Regions from separate parts of the Mus musculus genome. Here region 1 is linked to region 2. The links are chromatin contacts, called in public HiChIP or PLAC-seq maps. All regions are on one chromosome and are shown on one strand. The core of a region is the stretch at or near the end of the contact, and the rest is flanking DNA. Distances in the headings are between cores, read along the strand shown.

What was found. HiChIP or PLAC-seq counts read pairs in DNA pulled down with a chosen protein or histone mark.
Region 1: a CTCF HiChIP or PLAC-seq map of CD8 T cells shows a contact between it and region 2, with 5 read pairs. The contact joins two enhancer-like sites. A contact is called at or near these places in 1 of 15 datasets of contacts at CTCF or cohesin (CD8 T cells) and 1 of 115 datasets of contacts at active chromatin or transcription factors (large pre-B cells).

The regions. Positions count from the first base shown.
Region 1 is chr17:52,247,016-52,250,886 of GRCm38.p6, forward strand. No RefSeq gene overlaps it. Among named protein-coding and RNA genes, the nearest start is that of Gm41600, 56 kb to the right of the region's middle. Within about 2 kb of position 2,371, at least 13 of the 459 cell types and tissues checked have an H3K27ac peak or open chromatin away from gene starts, as enhancers often do. A contact at or near this core is called in CD8 T cells, where this site is marked.
Region 2 is chr17:51,393,854-51,397,901 of GRCm38.p6, forward strand. No RefSeq gene overlaps it. Among named protein-coding and RNA genes, the nearest start is that of C330011F03Rik, 52 kb to the right of the region's middle. Within about 2 kb of position 2,303, at least 8 of the 459 cell types and tissues checked have an H3K27ac peak or open chromatin away from gene starts, as enhancers often do. A contact at or near this core is called in CD8 T cells, where this site is marked.

The sequences.
Region 1 (3,871 bases), core at 1,121-3,620, 850 kb after region 2:
ACTTATAGAAACACAGAGATTTACAGACAGCTGTTTTACTGAAAGCTCACCCCAGCATGAGTGGCAGCTCATGAAAGCTGGAAAGTTGTATTGGACTACACAACCTGCAGACAGCTTAGCAGGTTGGAATGTGTCCTTAATATGTGGCTCAGTTGGTCCGAGTCTCTTCCAGACAGATCCCCTGGTCTTTTTTTATTCCAGGCAGTTCTGGTGGTCTCTGCCTTTTCAGGCTGGTCCTCTGCTGTCTTGAGCCTCATCTGGGCAGCTCATCTTGTCTGGGAGTGTTTCTCAGCAGGTTTTGTATAGTCTTGGGAAGCAGAGAGGGCCTAGTAAACACTGTCAGTTTTAAGGACTTCCTGAAGCCAGTTTGAGTTGTTTACTTCCTGAGTTTAAGGAGCTCTCTTGAAGGCTGGAATGGTTCACCTCCCCATCACAGTTCACTTCCCTATTATCATCCTGTTTTTAAATATCTTGTTGTCTAAGTGAGGTAGAAGATAATAGTCTTGGTGGAAACTAATACACAAACAGAGGCTATGAAGTAAGACTCCCCAGGAGGCTTTGCCTAGGAGGGCTACGAAGGATTGCCTAGGAAGACTGCATACAAGCCTTGCCCACAATGACTACTTAGGAGAGTTACAGAGGAGGGTTGCATAGGAGGGTTGCATAGGAGGTTGCATAGGAGGGTTGCATAGGAGGTTGCATAGGAGGTTTGCATAGGAGGGTTTGTTTCTGGGTTTTAGTTCTGTTTCATTATTTGGGTCGATTTAGATTTCTACTGACATGGTTTCGGTGAAATGCAGGAATTTTATTCCTGTACAGCTCCATTCCTCTTCTCATTCCTGTGCTCATTGCTGTGAATACTATATCACCAGACACTGCAAGCCAATGCATTTTTATAATTATGTTTTTAGAAAGCTTAGAAGAAGAAAGGAGAGCGAGTCTATATATGAAAAATGTTACATAAAGCTTCTCATTTAGCTCTCCTTGTCAGTTCATTTTTGTCTGCAGCTCCTGACTGACGGTGTGTACTCATCTCTACTGATGCTCTTCATTTGTGAAATGTGTGTGAGTTAGGAGTGAGGTCACTGGTCTTTATCCTTTAGAGCTTTTGGGTTTCTTTCCTTTTACTCATTGCTTTAATACTTTTTTTATTTATTTGTTTGGTTTGTGTATATATGTGTGTGTTTGTGTGTGAGTGTGTCTATGGGTGAAAATATGTGGGTCTGCCTGCAGTGGTGTGCATAAAGATATCAGAGGAAAAAGATTTTTTTTTCTAACATGTCGGTCCTGGGGATTGAACTCACTTATCAGGTTTTTCTTGAGAGAAGGTCTTATTGCATCTCTCAAGCTTCCCTGGAATTTATTATATATGTGAGACTTCTTTAAACTAATGGTCTTCCTGCCTCTGCTTTTCAAGTGCTAGGATCCTAAAGTCATGCACTCTTTAGTATTTCATGTAAAATGGGCTAGATAGAATTTTTTTTTTCTTTCAGGGTTTGTTTATCATAGAAGGTAGCCATGTTCATAGGTGTGTTTGAAAGGCCATTTTGTAGTGTTGGTCTTAATGATCAACAGTTTCAATTATTTTTTTGGCATCCACTGATTCAGATGGAAGGTCAACTGTCCATCTTTGGGTTTAAATTTCACCCACTCTTTTTCTCCAGCTCTGTTCAAGGGAGTCTTCTTATGTAAAGACAAAAAGCCACAGCAGGAGAGAGTCCATCCTTTCCTTGAAACTGTATTTTAAGCTGCTAACCTTTTGAAAGACTGCTGTCTCCTGTCCCTGGAGGAAGCAAAAAATTAATGTCCTTGGAGCGATAAGGGCCCCACCCTTGAGCACTAGGAAAGAGATGACCAAGTATTTCCAGCAATCAAAAATAGACATAACAGCTGTGGTTAGCTTGCAACAACCGGAAAGGACTGGTCCCAATAATAGGATGAGTTATTCCTTCCCAGGTCAAAGATGCCCTTTTCCAGATGTATGGTCTCTCCTTTTTGTCTGAACAAACGTTATCAGTTTGAAGGTTAAGGTTCCTTTACCCCTTTACCCAGTCATGTAACTCCAAGGCTTGAAAGCCCTAGCGTGTGCATTTTTCCCTATATAAGTCCTAAGTTCCTAGACCTGAGCATTGCATTCCAACCCTGTTGCACAAGGAGGGTTGTGGCCTGAGTCCAAACTCAAATAAAAAGACTCTTGTATGCTTGCATCAATTAGAGTTGTGGTCTCTGGTGATCTCACAGAGATCTCACCAACTGGGCATAACACTTATTTTTGTCTTCATAGGTTTACATATGGTGTGCATAGATGTGAAGCCCTTTGTTGTGTCTGTTTGTGGCTTCTTTAACTTTGTGAGTGTGCAGATGAACTCTTTTTTAAATGGATTTTGGGCAGTTTCAGTCTTTTAAGTTTTAGTTTCATTTTTACTCTCTCCTATCCTAGTAGCACCTGCTGTGTTAGTATATGCTATAGTGATCATAATTCCCATAGGAGATACCCATTTTTTTAGGCTCTTCATCCTCTGTGTTCCTCCGATTGAGCCATTCTGTTGATCTGATTTGAGGCACTCTAATGTCTTTTGCTGCCAACTCTGCTCTACAACGGAGCTGCTGTGTGACTCTTTACTAAGATTACTTTTACGATTATTTTAACTATTACCACTACATTCTACCATTTTCTATTGGGAAATTATTTCTATTTCTTTATGGGTTGACATTTATATGTTGACATTTCATTAAAGTATAATCAGACAAATCTGTCCTTTGTTCTCTTAGCGTAGTTTCCTTTAGTTCTTTGAGTATGGTTATCATGGCTACTTTGGTATTTTCATATATTAAATGTAACACACAAACCATTTGATTTAACTTCTTATGTATGTATATGTGTATGTATGTATGTATATATGTGTGTGCATCTGTGTGTGTGTGAAAAGAAGATACATACACACATATGTGACACTTGCTAGATTTTTTTTTTGTATTCATCTTTTCAGTGAAAAGTAGACATTATAGATAGCATAGACATTCTAGCTCCTGGTTCTCCTGATCTCAACATTACGATTGTGTTTGCCTGACCTTTAGTTCTGTTGTTAAGCAACAGAGGAATGGAATCTATGAGGTCTCTCCCAGCCACAGAATGTAGCCTAAGAATTGTTTCTTACAAGGTCACCCCAATCCTTATCATTCTGCCACCTGCAGAGATGACAGCGCTTCAACCTAGGCTCTCCTGCATCATCATCTCTTTCTGATTTCTCTGCTAGGCTTCTTACTTGATGGCTTGCATCATATCCTAGTTGTCTGCTATTACCCAATGATTGTCAGCCTTGGCACTGTTGTGTGTAATAAGGCCCCTGGTCATACCTTACCCCTTTGTCTTGCTGATTAACTTGGGGGTTATTTTAAAAGATCATTTTCTATGGCCTGTCTGAGAGGGTTGCTGAGACACTCAGAACTTCTGCTATCGTGTTCCATGCTTACTTCTCAGTGGTTTAATGTTTTACTTGCTGTTAGCATGCATGAGTTCATGCACGAGTGTGAATGGAGGTGCCCATATTCCAGTGAAAGCCATCAGATCTCCCGAAGCAGGAGTTACAGGCAGTTGTGACTTATCCAGTGTGGGTCTGAGGATCAAACCAGATCGACAAGAGCAGTACACATTCTTATCTGCTGAGCCAACTCTCCAGCTCCATTCTTTTCCTTAAAAAAAAAACAAAAAACAAAAAACTATAAACATCTTAGCAGATACCTCAAAGATAGCTAATAGTGAAAATTAGATTCGATATTTAATGAAAATTACTTCTTTAGTAGCTACTCAATAAAATAAATTTCTTTCTATTTCCTCCCTACCCTTGAGACATAGACTCATGTGACCAAC
Region 2 (4,048 bases), core at 1,053-3,552:
AGCCTCATCCTCTGTTGTTCTATGCACGGGCGCCAGACACTGGGGCTACTCGCAAGGCAAGGCTGGCAGCTGAAGAACCCAGATGCCAAGCTCTGGACTGGACTTCTGTTCTGTTTGTGGCTGGCCCCATCCCTGGCATCTGCCCTGGCTTTGCAGCAGCCTGTGCCCCGTCTGCAGAGCTGGGCTCGGGATTAGGCTTCTGTTGCTCTCATAGCCGTTCGGTCACTGTTTCCCTTTTGAATTATCCTTGATTATGAGGAATGTCCCTTTATGACACATTCCTCCCCGGGGGTCCGCTCAGATGTTGTGCCTGTGCAGCTACAAAGCAGGGTTTTCCAGCCATTGTTAGAAAGGAAGCTCACAGCATGGGAGCACTCTTCCAGCTTTAAGAAGATGTAAAATGAAACACAAAAGCTTGTGTTTCAAACACAAACCTTTGTTTTCCTCAATGAGAAGAAATATTGTGAGTTTCACTAAAACAAACCACTAACACACACACACACACACACACACACACACACTCGGCTGTGCATGCACTCTCTCTCTCTCTCTCTCTCTCTCTCTCTCTCTCTCTCTCTCTCTCTCTCTCTCTCCCCTGTACACACACACACACACACACACACACACACACCCTGATGAGGTGAAAGAGCTGATAAAAGGTGATTTGCCCATGCAGCATTGTCGAAATGATCTACTGGGGATTTGAATGTCTCACACCCAAATCCTATCCAGATGAATGATTTTTTTTTCATGATCTTTTTTTCTCAATTTCTACATCTGGAAAAGTAATTTCTCCCAATGACAATCTCTACAGCTTCAAAAGTCTCCAAAAAAAAAAAAAAATGAAGTCCTCGACATAATACCAATTGCTGGTCATGTTGCTTGTCACTTCATGAGGTCAAATACATTCCTGTGTTTCTTTAAGCCTATTTGCTCACCTATAAAATGGGAGGGCAATGCCATATTTTATGGGGTTACTATGAGTGTTAAAATACAGATACATGGCTTAGTATACTGCACAAAATAAAAACCTGAATGGATGCTTGCTAGTGTTAGGTTTTTCTATAGTCTGGAGCAAGAAGGATAACATCTACCAACGTAGAGACCTGTATTTTAATCTCATTGTTTGGTCCTTTTTTGCTTCTAAGGAAGTAAAAAAAAAATCCTTGAGACTCTTGGGACTCAGTAGGTTTCAGACAAGGTATATGGTGACTAGAAGTCTCTTCGGGGGTTCAAGGGCAGGGAAGACTTTGGGTTTAGCTGCCTGGACAAATTGTTTTAGAACAGTTAAGCTGAAATGTAGCCTTCACATATCACTCCTCATAAAAGGCATTTTCTGAGGTGGCTGACAAAGTAAATATATAGTGATACATACTGTGTAGCTCACTAAATATTTGGATCTCTAGACACCCTTGCCCTTTGGAAATAAGCTGTCACTAACTCACAAAGACAATATTAGCAGATGCAAGCATCCTGGGAGGATGGGTCATTACTGAATGAAACTTCAAGTCACTCACCAACCCATCTGCAACTCTTAAATGCTAGGGGGAGCTAGTACCAGTGTTCTGTAAAGGACTGCAAACACTATGCCTTTCAGATCATGTGGTTCATTAGGATACAATGAGAAATGGACACAAATAATCTGTAAATGAATGACTATGACTTGTTCCAATAAAACATTATTTATAAAACCATATACTGGCAGGACATCCATGAGCCAGTTTTCTGAGCTTTGGTACAATGGGTTAAACATGAGATGGGCAAATATACAGAATATTACAGTATAATCAATTTTTAAGTGGTTCAAAGTTTCCAAGTAGAGCATCTCTCATTTCTGATTTCTTTCTAGTTCATTATTCTCTGAACTAGACATATGATAATGTTAAGAAATGTGAAGAACTTACTAAGTGCCTACAAGTCAAGGGTTATATAATAGGAGGGGTAGAGATAGGCTAACGGGGTTTAAAAAGTACAGTTAGATACTTCATACTTAGAGAATATATGCTCCATTCAGCCAACCTCTGCCACAGGGGTCTTATGTCTATAATCCTAGAACATTTCAGTTTTCTGGTTAATTCAGGAACCTGGAAAAAAATTTCCTGAGATTTTACTATTTCCTAAGGGTGGAGATGGAATTTGAGGGTAGAGGATAGGTTCATCCAATCCCTACTACAGAAAAAGAAAACCTCTTTATTTTTTTATGAATTAAAAAAAAAAAAAAAAAAACGAGTACCACGGCACAGTCTGAAAATTAGAAGTCTGTGGCTGTGGCTTTTAACACCTCTGAGAACTTCTAGTTACCTTGAAGCACCGGAGTATTGATTCAGATCTGCCTCCTCAAAGTTACCACGTTGATCTAAACTGTGTACCCCAACAGTGGTACAGCCCAAGCCCCATGTGACTCATGCCCTGTGACATTGCACCCATAGTTTCTCACAGCAGCAACAGCATGGAAAGTGATCGGCACTGGCAGTTCACCACTGTCTTTTCTCTCTGTGCATTCAATCGATGTAGGTCTACAACCCAACAGAATCTCTTTCTCTTCCAAATAGTAAAACCTCATTTTGCTCTAACTGCTAACAATTCAGACTTGTTTTCTTCTTGAAGTGGGTCTAAGAGAAATTGACAATGTATCATTTACAAGTTTTATTCCCTGATTTAATGAACTCTTTAACTATAAGTTATTGACTAGGTGCGATAAACATGTATTATTTTTGATTGGACAATGTCAGAGTGCATTGTTTGTGGAAATACTTGGGGTGTGAGTTGCAGTGTTCACGTCTGTGCCCTAAGCCACAGACATTCGGACTGTTTGGGACTCATTTACATTGATCTTGGCTAAAATTCCTTTGTGGGAGGGAACCTGTATTCTAGGACTCTTTGGACCCATCAGAGCTCAACCCCTCCACCTTATTCGTATAGTAGCAGTTCTCCCAGAAATAGTCTATTGTGCCTGACAAGATAGCTGTTTGTCTAATCCTGACCTTGAGATAGCAGTTGCTCAGCCTGTAATAAGAATTTGTGGCTAACTAGCACCCAGGCCTGGTTTACATTTTATGTTATGAAAACCAAAATCAAGGGGCATCTGTTGATGTGGAAAAAATAACAAACCCAACCGCTGACATTTAACGCAGCATTTTAGAATGTCTGATGGTGGCCCATCCAGTATTCTAGGAAAAGGTGCGTGGGAATGAGTCGGCACAACCCTTGTGCCTCATAAGGCGTCTTGAAGTTTGATTAGATATTAACTAAAAGGCTGTTCTGTTTCTCTTTTATAGCTGCAGATGCAATGTGCTCATTTTATAACATATCTGCTGTTTGGGATAAATCACTAAGGACAGATGCTCATCACATTTCAGTTCAATAAAAATCTTTGCAGAGTCTGGGCAAACTCGTGGCTGGTTGCTTTAGGTCTCCATCCAGGTCATTATTTGGAAAATCAAATTCACAGAACAAAACAGAGTCACATTGAGGACATTGAAATTAATATTTTGTCTGTCTGTGCACTTGCCCTTGGTTTTTGGCAACTATGAGCCCGTAGGAGTGCCCTTTGGTGTTCCAACCTCTACCTTCATAAGCACATTCGGCATCTGTTCACCTTCTATGGTAGAACAGTGGTGAGCCTGCTTTCCCGTGTCGGACCCTTCAGGAACACTGTTTTTAAAGGTATTCAGCGGAAGAATTTGCTCTTGCAGAAGCCTGAAAACTCCATGCTCAGTCTTTTTGTGGCAGTAAATAAGTTTTCAACAAGCAAAATGCCACGTTGACTTAATAGTTGTGTGTACACTGCAGAGCTGTTGGTAAGTTTTGGACATCTTTCCTGTGCTGTATAACACATCTTTTGGGGGAAAAAATGACAACACATAATTTACTCACTTGCCAATATTCCCCCTTTTTTTTTTTTTGGTAGTAGAAGAAATTTGAGCTTAAAAAGTTGTGACTGCATCTCTTCAGCTAATATTTTCTTGAAGAAGTTTCACATGGCTTTAAATTATTTATCCAAAAGGACAGATGATAAACAGTTGCACATCATGATGCGCAAGGTAAA